Regions from separate parts of the Mus musculus genome. Here region 1 is linked to region 2. The links are chromatin contacts, called in public promoter capture Hi-C maps. All regions are on one chromosome and are shown on one strand. The core of a region is the stretch at or near the end of the contact, and the rest is flanking DNA. Distances in the headings are between cores, read along the strand shown. Region 1 holds the start of Rab3d (RAB3D, member RAS oncogene family). Region 2 overlaps Smarca4 (SWI/SNF related, matrix associated, actin dependent regulator of chromatin, subfamily a, member 4).

Region 1 (6,487 bases), core at 1,673-4,172, 250 kb before region 2:
GTGCCTGCTGAGCAATGGGCTCTGCCTTGTGGGCCTTGCCCTGGGACTCAGGAGCCTCTAACACAGACCCTGTGTGTCAATAAATGCTTCTTTGGAGATGGCCATGGTCATTTTTTTCACCTCAGGAAAAGCCAGGGGTGTGTGTGTGTGTGTGTGTATACACATGTGTAGCACTCAGAGCCTCAGATTGCCCATACCTGGTGACATGACACATTGGAGTGTGAGCTATTGAAGTTCCAGCATGTCTCCTCTAACAGTGACCATATATTGTGTAACTTCTGTATACCTGGCTCAGCTCTACCCACTGCCCTTCCTGTGTGTTACTGCAGCAACAGCAGGTTCCCACCTCCCAGGCATAATCATATTTCCGATTCTGCCGACACTGGAAGTGACATTATGACTTTCTTTGGCTGATGAGATGTGAGCAGAAGTGTTTACTGGCTGGAGAGATGGCTCAGTGGTTAAGAGCACTGACTGCTCTTCCAGAGGACTTGAATTCAATTCCCAGAAACCACATGGTGGCTCACAACCATCTGTAATGGGATCTGATGCCCTCTTCTGGTGTGTCTGAAAGCAGTGACAGTGTACTCATATAAATAAAATAAATAAATCTTTTTTTAAAAGCGTTTACAAGACAGGCTAGAACATCTTTCCTTAGCCCCTAGCATCCATTCCGAGCTGTGAACCTGGGTGAGTGATATCCTGAAGTCTTTGGGGACTGCTTGTTTCTAGGAATAACTCAGCTCTTCCTAGCTAATACTCTCCGGCACAATTCATGTTAAATCTTTGGAGGCAGCTCTTGTTCCCTTAGGCATCTGAGTGAGCAGTGACGTTCAAGTTTCTGTGTGGTAATGGTGTGTGTGATAATGGTCTGTGTGTATGTGCTTTGAGGCAGGGTCTCTAGCTCAGGCTGACTTGGAATCCTGTGGCCCAAGTTGGCCTGAAACTTGAGAATTTTCCTGCCTCCACCTCTCATGTACTAAAATTACAGATAGGAGCTACTATATCAGTCTCTATATTTTTGAGACAGGCTCTTATTACTATGTAGCCAATCTGATTTAAAACTTACTATGTGACCCAGCTAGCCTCAAATTCATGGCAGTCCTCGTGTCTCAGCTTCCTAGTACTAGGATGACAGAAATACACCATTTCACCTGTTTAGACACACATGCAGATAACTTTGGAGATGGAGTCTCTTCTGAGTTCAGGCTGAACTTGAAGTTACTACATACCTGAGTATGACCTTGAACTCCTGATTTCTGTCTTCCTCTACCTCCCAAATTCTGGAATTACAAATGTTAGCTACCATACCTAAAAGTCTGATTTTTTTTTTTTTTTTTTTTTTTTTTTTGAGACAGGGTTTCTCTGTGTAGCCCTGGCTGTCCTGGAACTCACTTTGTAGACCAGGCTGGCTTCGAACTCAGAAATCCACCTGCCTTTGCCTCTTCCTCCCCAGTGCCAGGATTAAAGGCATGTGCCACCACACCCGGCTCTGTTTGATTTTTTACATTTATTTATTCTTTTGTTTATTGCATGTGGAGATCAGAGGACAACTTGTGGGAATTGGTTCTCCTTCTACTCTGTTGGTCCCTGAAACCCTCATATCAGGCTTAGTAGCAACTGAATTCGAAATCTTGCTGTGTGGACTCTGGCAAATATCTACTTTTCTTTGATCCTCAGTTTCCTTATTTATATATATGAATACACTGTAGCTGTCTTCAGGCACACCAGAAGAGGGCATCAGATCCCATCACAGATGGTTGTGAGCCACCATGTGGTTCCTGAGATTTGAACTCAGGACCTCTGGAAGAACAGTCAGTGCTCTTAACTGCTGAGCCATCTCTCCAGCCCCAGTTTCCTTATTTCTAAAACATGTTTTAACTCCAAGAGCCCTTAGGCATGTTGAACAGAAGAATCTAGCACCCTTTAGAGCCAGACTCCTCCCACGTGGAACGGGGATTATGCCTAGGATTCAGGCCAGCACTGGGGAGATAGAGTAACCACTCTCTATATAAGAAGCCTTGGGCTCCATCCCTAGCACCGTGTAAAGCAGCATGGCTTTGTACACCTTCAATCCCAGACCTTGGGAGGTGGAGCCAGGGGAATCAGTTCACATTTACTCTTGGTACTTAAGGAGTTTGAGGCAAGCCTGGAAAACAAACAAAAAAATTTTAATTTTTAGAATTTTAAATTTTATTTTACATGAGTGTTTTGTCTGCACCACGTGGGCTCTTGCAGTTTGATGAAGTAAGAAGGGTCAGGTCTCCTGGAACTGGAGTTATTAGACACCATGTGAGTCCTGAGACTCAAACTCATATCCTCAACAAGAACAAGTGATTTTAACCGCTGAGACATCTCTCCAGCCCCCAAAAGTAAAAGGAATAAAACTATGGTTACACTAATCTTGTTATGAACCACTCGACAGAGGGAAACATTGAGGTTGAGAGAGGTTAAATATGTCAGGAGTCACAGTCCTAGAAAGGGGAGATGGGAATAGAACTCAGCTGCTGAGGTTTTCCTGTTAACACAGAATGCATAGAAAATGTTTTCTACCTCTAGTTAGGAAAGAGAGGCTCTGATGGGACTTAATGCCTCTTCCCGCTCCTCTGGGCTCTAGCTCAGGACCACAGACTTGCACTCCCAGATCCCTACCACCCCTCTCCTACCATACTACCAGGTCCCATCCTCTCAACTCCCTGCCCACCTCTGACGCCTCTTGAGGTGGCCCCGCCCCTGCCAGACCCCACCTCCGCCTGCAAGGCTCGCCCACTCAGCTAGGACTTTTGTGGCGTCCAAGCCTCCGACAGGCCACGCCCATCTCCTGGCTCCGTTGGCGGCGCCCACACCCGTAAGACCACGCCCACCGCCGGGCGCCAACTCTCAAGGCGCCCCGCCCCTTCTAGGCCCCACCCGCTCACCTCGCCTAGTCTTCTGCGGCCTCGCCCCCTCCGCCTGGGCGGAGCCGGCGCGGGATCCGGGTGTCAGTGTTGGCAGCGCCGGCAGCTGTGGGGCGAGGGTCGCAGCCCTGTGCGGGGCCGTAGCAACTTCGTGGGCGGATCCTGGTGTGCAAGGCGGGACCCGAGGTGAGCCCAGGAGCGAGTGCACCTGCCAACCCGCTGATACGCGCGTGCACTATGACAGGGTTGAACTGGGGTCCGCGCGAGCCTGGGTCCCGCACCCCCTGTCAGTGCTGCTGGCTCTTCTGGGTTCCCCGCACCCGGCAAGCTCTGCGAACGGTGGCGGGGTGGGCGAGAAGCCCAGCTTGGGGCCGAGCGACGGCGCCATATGGTGATGGGGGAGGCACTTGCTGGTGCACGCAGTGCAGTGACTGTTCGGGTGCCAACCTTGAGGGCTAGGGGACCCCTAGATGGCCCAGAAGAGAAGCCGTGGTGGGGCGGGGGCCAGCCTGGAGGCCCTGCCCGACGGACGCCTCAAACCCGTTCTCCCGGAACACAGGGTGGGGTTGGCTGCGTTCTCCTTAGAAATGCACGGAGTAGAGAAACAGAAAACACCGAAGGCCATTGAGAAATACTTTTGCTTGGGCTTCGGAGAGCAGCTCTAAGCTAGACAGCTGGAGAAAGCAAAGTGGGGGCGGGGGTGGGGGAGAGCTTGGAAGAACACCCTAGATTTGGATAAAACAGAATGCTGGAGTGTGGGAAGATATAAACAGGAGGATATGGGGTGGTGGGTTTTGCAGTCATTAAGTGGCTAGGATAATTCTCTTGGATTTGATGACTTTCAGTCCTGTCTTTGTGGACCATGGCTGGGGTGAGTCAGCTTTGGCCAAGAGGGAGCCAGGCCCGGCCCCTTTGACAAATAAAATGGTAGATACCCACTTGGGAGCCTAACTGGGCCTTTAAACCTTATGTTATATATATAGAAATTACCCTCACCCTGGGAGACAGGGAAAGGGTTACAGTGGATTTGGAGAGGACAGGACAGCACCCCAGAGGCAAGCACCAGCTAAATTCAACATCCAAGCCTTGATGGAAGGGGCTCTGTCTAGCTGGCAGTCACACACACACCTACACACCTGGCCATACCAGCTGCTTGCACTGGGCAAAGTCCAGCTTGCAGCCCGTGCAACTTCCTCACCACCACGGCCCCCCAGCCCCAACTGGCCCTGAGTTTTCACCTGTTACCTGGTCCTGCACCTGAAGGGAGAAGATCTGAACCTTCCACTATAAAGGTTCCATATTTCTTTCCTTTTTCTCTTTCTCTCTCTCTGTCCCTCTCTCTTTCTTTTTTCCTTCCTTCCTTCCTTCCTCCCTTCCTTTCTTTCTGAGACAAGTTCTCATATAACCCACCCCAGTTTGGTAAGGAACTTCCAATGTAACGCAGGATGGCTTTGAACGCCTGGTACTCTGTTTCCACTCTGTAGTGCTGAAATTACAGGTGTGCACATCACACCTGGTTTGCTGGGTGCTGGGGCTGAAAACGCAGGTGAGTGCTCTACTCCCCAGCCCTCAGCCTCACCTTTGTGTAAAGATTAAATAGCAACCACAGCCCTCTCACTGTGGTGTTTCTTTCTTATGCACAGCTGTGTCTCTTCAGAGACCCATGCCTGGTGCAGAGACTCAGCAGAAGTTTGTTGATGAATACCACAAGGATCATTAAGAAGGGCACAGTGGTGCACACCTGTAATCCACAGCTCCAGAGGCAGGGATCCACCACATGGGGAGTTTGAGGTCAGCCTGAGCTACCTGAGATCTTTCCTTAAAGAATAAAAGTGGAAAAAATGAGAAGGAGTAGAGAGATGGCTCAGCTGCTAAGAGCAGTTCTTTCAGACAACCTGACTTAGATTCTCAGAGCCCAGGTCAGGCAGTTTACAGCTGCCTCTAACTACAGCCCCGAGGTGGAGCCACGTCCCTGTCAACCCCATACACCAGTCACATATGCAGCCTTAGTCTTACTCCAGAGTGAGACCTTGTCTCAATAAATAAATAAAAATAAATAAAACTTTAAAACTAGGGCTAGGGGATGGCTTTGCAGGAAAAGGCACTTGCTGCCCAGCCTGATGACCTGCGTTTGATCCCAGATCCACGTGTCGGAAGATGTGATTCTTGAAACCAATGGACCCATAGACTCACCCTTACGGAAGCTGCCCTCTTACAGGAGTCCCCTCTTTGACATCAGGATTTCTGGTCTCCCCTCCAAGCAGATCCCACTGAGATGGCATCCGCTAGTGAGCCCCCTGCCAGCCCAAGAGACGCTGCTGACCAGAACTTTGACTACATGTTCAAACTGCTCTTGATCGGGAACAGCAGCGTGGGCAAGACATCCTTCCTGTTCCGCTATGCCGATGACTCCTTCACCCCTGCCTTCGTGAGCACAGTGGGCATCGACTTCAAGGTCAAGACGGTCTACCGACATGACAAGAGGATCAAGCTGCAGATTTGGGTGGGCTGAGTAGTCATGTGGGGAGTGGGAGGGCAGTCAGTAGAAAACCCCAGCACACACACACACAGAACAGCTTGGGGCCGGGAGGCGTCTTTTATCCCTGAGGGAAGTCCACCAGGGTGTGGGAGCATACCTCCCCAGAGCATCCTGGGGAGGCACAAGGTGGACAGAAGGTACTTCTTGGAAGTATCAGTGACTAGTGAGGTATCATTTGGGAACCATCTTGACTCCCATGGGGCTGCCAGGCTCAGTGCTACATCCTGTCCCTAGTCCGGTTGTTGATATCATTACGGTGACAAAGGGACCAGAAGCAGATCAAGATGATGGCCCGAGGCCCAGATGGCTCTTCTTTGTGACTGTTACATGGGTTCTCGGAAACCAGGTTAGGAAGCTCATAGATGAGGGACAGCCCTGCACAGTGGAGTCCGTCCAGGGAAGAGCTGAGTCAGAACTGAGTTTTCAAGATGGGACACGGGGGCTGGTGCTACACGGCCGGCAATGCGCATCAGACTGGGCCATGAGGGAACACCAGTATTCCTCCAATCAGATTGGACTGTGAGGGCAGGGCCATACCTCTCTGTCACACTAGGCCTGTGAAGGGAACACCACTCTTCTCCTATCAGATTGGGCCGCAAGAGTAGACCTGTGTCCCTTTCAGGGTCCCGCAGAGTCAGGTGGGGAGCAGGTGGCCCCTACCTAGCTGACTGACTGCTGTTTGCCCAGGACACAGCAGGCCAGGAGCGCTACCGGACAATCACCACGGCCTACTATCGCGGAGCTATGGGTTTCCTGCTCATGTATGACATCGCCAACCAGGAGTCCTTCACCGCGGTGCAGGACTGGTAAGCACTGGCCAACCACTGACATGCCACGCGTGGGCTTTCATTCTCCCCCTCCCGATCCTAACCTCACTCTCAATGTCTACAACTCTCCAGGGCTACGCAGATCAAAACCTATTCCTGGGACAATGCCCAGGTAATCCTCGTGGGGAACAAGTGTGACCTGGAAGACGAACGGGTCGTACCTGCTGAGGATGGCCGGAGGCTCGCCGATGATCTTGGTTAGTGCCCAACCTCCTAGCTCCATA
Region 2 (6,714 bases), core at 4,032-6,531:
ATGAGGAGAGTAACTGCATGAGGAGACAGGGCAAACTTGCTACTCATCTTCAAACTGTTAAATGTACAAAGCAGCACACCATTTCATTTTTTTGGCAGAGGGCCCTCAGGGCAAATGTGGACAGGAAGCAAGAAGAGGTGATGAACAGAGCTTGTAAGGGTCTGGTTTTGCTGAGTAGGACTGTGTGTGGACTACAGGACGGGTCTGGAAGGCTGCACCGCCATGACAGGTAACCATCAGTACTGCAGACCAGCCTGTTTCCTACTTTGTTCTCGGCTATGGAATCCAATAACTATATGGCTATTGTAATGTTAAGGATGGAACCTGGAGCTTGGAGCCTTATGTGGGTGAGACAAAGGCTATATACCTGAGTTGGCTATTGCCCATGTGTACCCAGGAATAAAAATATGATTGTTGGAAAAATAGCTCTCCTCAAGTCAGGGTGTGAGGTCACTTCCACTTTGAAAAGCATGAGGGAACCATGACCACTGTGGATTAGTGACCGCACTTCTCGTGGCTCCCAGGACAGGGAGAACATCAGGGAGGCAGTGACACTAAGATAGGAACTATCTGCTTTCCTCTACCAATGCATTTACCTGGTGGGGATTCCAGTCACTGTCAAAGATGATCACAGTGTCAGCTGACTGCAGATTCAGGCCCAGCCCCCCAGCACGGGTACTGAGCAGGAAAATGAAATACTCAGAGCCAGGTTCATTAAAGGTTTTCAACAGCATGCCCCGGTCTTCTGCTTTTGTGGTTCCTGATAGGCACAGGAGAAGAGGGTTAGGAGGGTGACAGGGGTGGTGTTGCAGGTCACAAGAGCCACAGATATACTCTATAGATTGTAAAGGGTTAACCAGACAGCGACTTGGAGGTACAGCCTGTCATTACCAAATGCTGCCATACTCAGGAGATTTTAAAAAAAGGAAGGAGGGGGGGTGGGGACAAGACCAGCTGATTCCTGTAGGACACAAGCCACTGGAAGAAGAAGATGCTGGCAGGCTCTTGGGCTGCCATCTCTAGGTGCAATGCTTCCTGACACTTGTTCCCTCTGTTCTTTATGAGGAGAGACACCACATAGCTAAGAAGGCTGATGCCATACTCTGACAAGGAACACAGCATTAGTGGCATAGTGTGATGAGATGAACCACTAGCCACAGCCTTGGCATGTACCCTTAATTCTCTTGCAGTAACTTTGGTTAGCGTAGAGAAAAATCTATACATAAGAGCTGTAACCACTGAAGCCTTCCTTGGACTCCTAGCTCACAGGGGGCTAATAGGCCTACACCTCATACTTGCCACACAGTGTTCCTTGACCTTCTGCCCACTCCTTGAGCAGTCTTAACACCGCATGCAACACTCACAGCAGAAACCAACAGATAAAAGTCCTTAGGCTCCTACTTGAGCAGACAGGGATCTGCATAAAGTAGGACCTGGTGCTTACAAGGACAAAGGAGGCAGCTAGAGGTCCAGCCATTTGGACCTCAGCAGTGTTTGGCCAGCACTGAGCTATGTGAACATTCAGAACGGGATGGTGGTTTAGCAAAGGTGGTCCTGGAGCACCTAAGGAGGGGCTGGGGCCAGATGGATGTATGGGAGTTCTGGTCAGCACATTCTAGATGAAGCTCCATAGAATCATACAAAAAGATGAAGCAATCAAGTTCAGGTTGTAAGACGCTGAAGCATCTTTAAAATGCAGTATAAAATGAAAAGGTCCAGGGCACAGAGAGATGGGACAGGAGAGGCAGAGGTCTAGAGTAAGGCACTCCCAGCTTCTGAGCCCAATAAAGGCTCTGCAAGGAAAACAGAAAGCTGATAAGTCTTGTTGGTTCTGAGGTCCTCCATTGTGTCTTCCCAGGATGACAATGTGGGACACTAACTCCAGGGCTTCCCAATCATTTGTTCTGTTAACAATGCTGGCCTTTTCCTCCCTGAAGTACTTTGTGGAAAGTAGGGAAGGTGGAAAGACATACTCTGGCAACTGGTACACAGAGCCTCCCAGGCAGTGCAGGACCTTGCCTGCAAGCGGGCTAGGGTCCCACGGCAAGTGAGCATCATTCAGCTCTGGGCCAGGCCTGTTACGGGACACGGCAAGGTAGCTGGCTGGGAGTCGGGGAAAGCTTTGTTTCTGTTGCTAACACTGAGCAGTAGCAGAGTCTATCTAAGGATGAGGCCCAGAGTACAGGAGAACTTCATGGAGATGCAGCTCTACCGGAGCAGAGAACTCTCAAGGTTCCACATTGGCAGGGCTCTTATGTTCACGCACACATGATAACTTTGTGTAACTTAAGCGGAAATGGCAGTCAGAACCCACACTACAGAATACAGCACTGCAGTGAAGACTCTAGCAAACAGGAGACTAAACACCTTCAGGCCCTCCTTCAGGTTCCTGACAGTTAGGATGTCCTCAGATTCAGGGTATACTCTGGACTTCAAGTCCATATAACCAGGTCAGGAATGAGTATCTCCAGCAAACTGCCCTCTACTCACCATCAAGCCTGAGGTATTTGAAGCCACGGTATGCAAAGTAGTCTTCCATGATGGTCATGAGGGAGGTCATTTGGCAAAAGAGGAGCACTTTATGGTTCGTTGCACGGAGTTTGGGTAGAATTCTATCAAGAAGTTCAAATTTCCCTGAGGCACGGTAAAGGTCCAATCTAGTCCACGGAGGGAAGAAGGGAAACATTCAGTCCTCAGTCACACGCCTGTGAGCTCAGAGATGCGTGCTGCATCTAGGCTGCTGGGCAGATTCAAGGAAAGAAGTGGCTTCCCGAGCAAGGCCACCCACTGCTACAGCTGAACTCTGGTCACTGTTAGTCAGAGTACATTACCAATGACTACATATGTCCATGTCATTTCACCAGGTCACAAGGAGAATAAAAAAAGTGCGATCAGACATGACGCCCAGTGGGCTGGGGAGTTGGCTCAGTATTGGGTGAAGTATTTGTCCTGTAAGCTCACTGACCTGAGTTCAGTCCCTAGAACCTACGTAAAGGTAGAAAGAGAGGAACGGTTCTACAGAGGGGCAGTGCTGAGCTGGAGCTGCTTTGAGGATGGTGGGTCTGCTACCATAACATTAGAACAGCTCACACTAGGAACAGACTATAGACTAAAGAATCCTGTGTACCACAGTGAAGCACTTGTCTAGAATAGTGAGGCCCTGGGCCCAATCTCCAGTGCAGCAAAAAGCACTGTCACCCTCCTAATTAAATGCCATGCCCTTACAGGTAAAAACCGGGGCTGGAAATGTAGCTTCAACTTCAAGAATGTCTAAAAGAGGAAAATGGTGATATTCTAGAGATGGCATCCATGGCCAACACCACTGACTTCTATAAGTGTGGTCTGGCATCACACACCTATGGTCCTGGCACGTGGAAGGTTGAGGCACAAAGATTCCAATTGCTTCAGGAAGAAGATGATTAGCCACCCTGGGCTACATAGTTACATACATACCTAGCTCACACATTGAGACTGTGTCCCAACAACCCAAGAGAAAAGAAGTGGACCCCGCACTTGAAGCTGCAGGAAAGGTGCTCACAGGGTATCAAGGGCAGAGCGGGTGGATTGAAGCTCAGGGCTAACAGAGGCTGCTTAGCATTACACTGTGGGCAGTGGAGTTTAGGTCTGGAGGCCTCAGATAGCAGATAAATGCTAATCACAGCAACAAAGCCACTGAACAAGACTATAACCCCCCTAGCAGACTGCTACCCACTCTCAAGAGCTGGGAAGCTTCTCACCCTTGCACGATGCCGCCGGTGAACCCCAAGTGCTCAGAAAAGGACTCCTGCAACAGGACAAGAGATGGATCAGTGCCAAGGCAGGGAGGGACTGCCCAGTCAAGCCCATGGTCCAGGCAGCTACTGCAGAGGACTGAGAGGTCACACTGGTAGTTATCTGTGGCCTGCAGGGCACAGAGTCCAGATGTGGATGTCCAGCTTGGACTCAGTGCACCAATGCCAACCCTCATGCTCTTCCTGTGAAGGATGGGAAGAAGACTATGTGATATTAGGCACCAACGTCAACACCTCAGACCACCCTGAAATGGAACGCTAAGGACTCAGAGGTCTTGAGTGACCCTGAAACTGTACACTAAGAATACTAACACATGCTTGCTTTTTAGGCAAGAGTCGAGATTCTCCAAAAGCACAGTTACTCATGATGACCGTGGCTGTGGTCACAGACCTGACTGATGTCTGTCCATCAGCACTTCATAACCTGCAGGTAAGAAGCCCTGACAGAGACACGTGTAACCTCAGGAGTGGGAACACTTCCCAAGGGAGGAGTCCCCAAACACGCAGAAAATACCTACAAGGTGACTGTTTTTTAAAGATGTATTTATTATGTATACAGTGTTCTGTCTACATGTGTCTACAGGCCAGATCTCATTAGAGATGGTCGTGAGCCACCATGTGGTTGCTGGAAATTGAACTCAGGACCTCTGGAAGAACAGCCAGTTCTCTTAACCTTTGAGCCATCTCTCCAGCCTAGAGGTGACTCTTGAGCAAATACTTCTAGAGACTTTAATTTTCAGTCCCATGATGGCTTTGCTAAACATCAGCTGAGATGTACACACCCAAAACTAGAACACCTGTTTCCTTGTCACAGGCCTGGGTTACACTGGGCAACTCCCCCCACCCCCCATAAATACCAGAAAAAGGAAAACTTGACAGATACAGGTGTAAAGACAGTGGCTAGTGAGAAGACCTTAAGTCTTTTTTGTTTGTTTGTTTCGACAGGATTTTCCTTTCTCTGTGTAGCCCTGGCTGTCCTACTTTCTCTGTAGACCAGGTTGGCCTTTACTCAAGAGATTCATCTGCTTTTGTCCCCTGAGTGCACCATGCCTGGCTGTCCTGGAACTCACAGACATCTACCTGGGTCTGCCTCCTGAGTGCTGGAACTATGGCCAGCTCCTTAGCCATTCTTAAGAACATCCTAAGGACTGAGGAGACAGATATGCCCTGCTGTACTCATGACAACCTGAGCTGGATAGCTGGCACTTAGAAGCCAGGCTTGCTGACTGATGTGAGTAACCTCAGAGCTGTGTAGAGAAAAACAGATCTGTGGAGCTCATTAGCCATCATGTCTAAAAGTTAGTGAGCTCCAAGTTCAATGAAAGATACCTCTAAAGCATAAGCCGAGGATAATAAAGGCATCAACCTCTGGCCTATTAACACATGTACACACATGGCCACAATCGTCAGGGACAAGCAGCCTAGCTCTGCCACCAAGAGCCAGGACTCTGGGCTGTGGCCTTACCTCGATGTGCTGGAACATGTAGGGGTGGTTGCAGATCTTACGCAGTTGCATAATAGTGTTCATCAGTGTCTTGGTGCCACCTTTGCCCTGCAGAGGCACATGAGATGGTCAAAACGGAATCCTGCCTTTAGGGCAAGATGGAGGTGGGCAAGATTGGGCAGGGTGGTAGAAGAATGGCCCAGAGCAAGCTGGTGGTTATCTTTGTAGCCCTGTTACGGAAGGGAGTTCTCTGAGAAGACCTAAGAGACTAACTGGCACAAGAACTGAATGGAAGCAAACATAGCAAACAGCAAAGGGTAAGCACACTCACAGTACAGCTACACAAAGAAGGGTACAGTGATCTGTACTAGGGAGGGAAGCAAGGAGCGCAATGCTCCAACGCACAGGTAAGAAAGGGGCTGAACAACAGACACACACCTAAGGCCATGGCTAGGATGCTGGGTACGGATTGCAGGGACTAGTAATTCCCTGGGGGACAAGCCCAGGCTTGCTTAGAGGAGGTGTAGAATGACACTCTTGAGTGCTCCCAAGAGAGCAGTGGCTCCCCCTCCCACTCTTTCCAATGTCGGGATGCCCCCAGTAATAGAAAGAGGAAGGGTGCAGAGGCCATGACAGATAAGGCTGCTGGGTAAGTAAAGTTCCATAGGACTATTCCCACTCTGCATCAGTCAGCCCAGGGCTTCCTGCTGTCTCGAGGAAGGCAGGTACTCAAACAAGGGCAACTCCAGAAAGCAGTCTAGTAAGCATCCTCAAAGGATACATTACAGCTGTGGCTGTTTGAATGCCTGAGGGATGGGGCCAAACGAAGTCTCCTGGGCAGAGTACCAATTCAATTCTCAGATCCCATGGTGCTCTTCATCTACCCTCTCCCTTTAGACAATCGTGAAATAGATAAAGAGGAACCTGGAACAAACCTTCTTGTCCTTCTCGGAGCCGTCAGTCAGCAGCACACCTTTGGCCTGCATGTGACGGTACAGCACACGCTGCAGGGCTGACATGTCGCATTTGATGACATACTCTACCTGTGGAGCAAAGAACACTCTCAGGCCATACAAACTTAAACTGGGTTGCCTGTGCCACCAAGTGGACCCTTGTGACCAGCACTCTGATTAGGACATGGGGTATGAGGGAGGAGCCCTCAAAGTAGGGAGATCTGGGAAGAGGAGGAGATTCTGGGTCAAAATTCTGGAAGGCTTTCCACAGCTTGTCAGAAAATAAACGGTGAAGTCAACCAGAGAGGCAAGCCAAGTGTGGGTGCATAGAGCAGAGGGCCCACACCACTGATACCACTCAGTAGATCCAACCTGAGTCCTAGCCTCTGTCTGTGGACAGGAGTTTGGACAAGGACACAGCAAGCATGAGTGTGACAAAGTTCGGTTCTGACCCAGGTCCTGGCTTTGCTGCACAGTGGTGTGAGTCACCACTCCAATTCCATGGAGCGGGTCCAGGGAAGGATCA

Evidence for each region. Promoter capture Hi-C pulls out the DNA fragments that hold promoters and counts their contacts.
Region 1: a contact with region 2 is called in a promoter capture Hi-C map of embryonic stem cells, with 2.4 times the contacts expected there. The contact joins the promoter of Rab3d here to the enhancer-like site in region 2. A contact is called at or near these places in 6 of 39 promoter capture datasets (the SN4741 cell line, embryonic stem cells, hippocampal neurons and 1 more), 2 of 115 datasets of contacts at active chromatin or transcription factors (bone marrow-derived macrophages and embryonic stem cells) and 1 of 9 other capture datasets (embryonic stem cells).

Annotation. Positions count from the first base shown.
Region 1 is chr9:21,914,618-21,921,104 of GRCm38.p6, reverse strand. It overlaps Rab3d (RAB3D, member RAS oncogene family), which reads left to right and starts at 2,922. Exons shown (of 5, transcript NM_001324531.1): 1 at 2,922-3,083; 2 at 5,162-5,400; 3 at 6,124-6,242; 4 at 6,336-6,460. The coding sequence starts at 5,173. Tmem205 (transmembrane protein 205) reads left to right here. Exons shown (of 4, transcript NM_178577.5): 4 at 1-96. The coding sequence ends at 61.
Region 2 is chr9:21,669,113-21,675,826 of GRCm38.p6, reverse strand. Smarca4 (SWI/SNF related, matrix associated, actin dependent regulator of chromatin, subfamily a, member 4) reads right to left here. Exons shown (of 34, transcript NM_001174078.1): 21 at 6,171-6,278; 22 at 5,257-5,343; 23 at 3,738-3,784; 24 at 2,491-2,657; 25 at 597-760. Among named protein-coding and RNA genes, the nearest start is that of Gm26511, 51 kb to the left of the region's middle. Within about 2 kb of position 5,281, at least 19 of the 459 cell types and tissues checked have an H3K27ac peak or open chromatin away from gene starts, as enhancers often do. A contact at or near this core is called in embryonic stem cells and stem cell-derived epiblast-like cells, where this site is marked.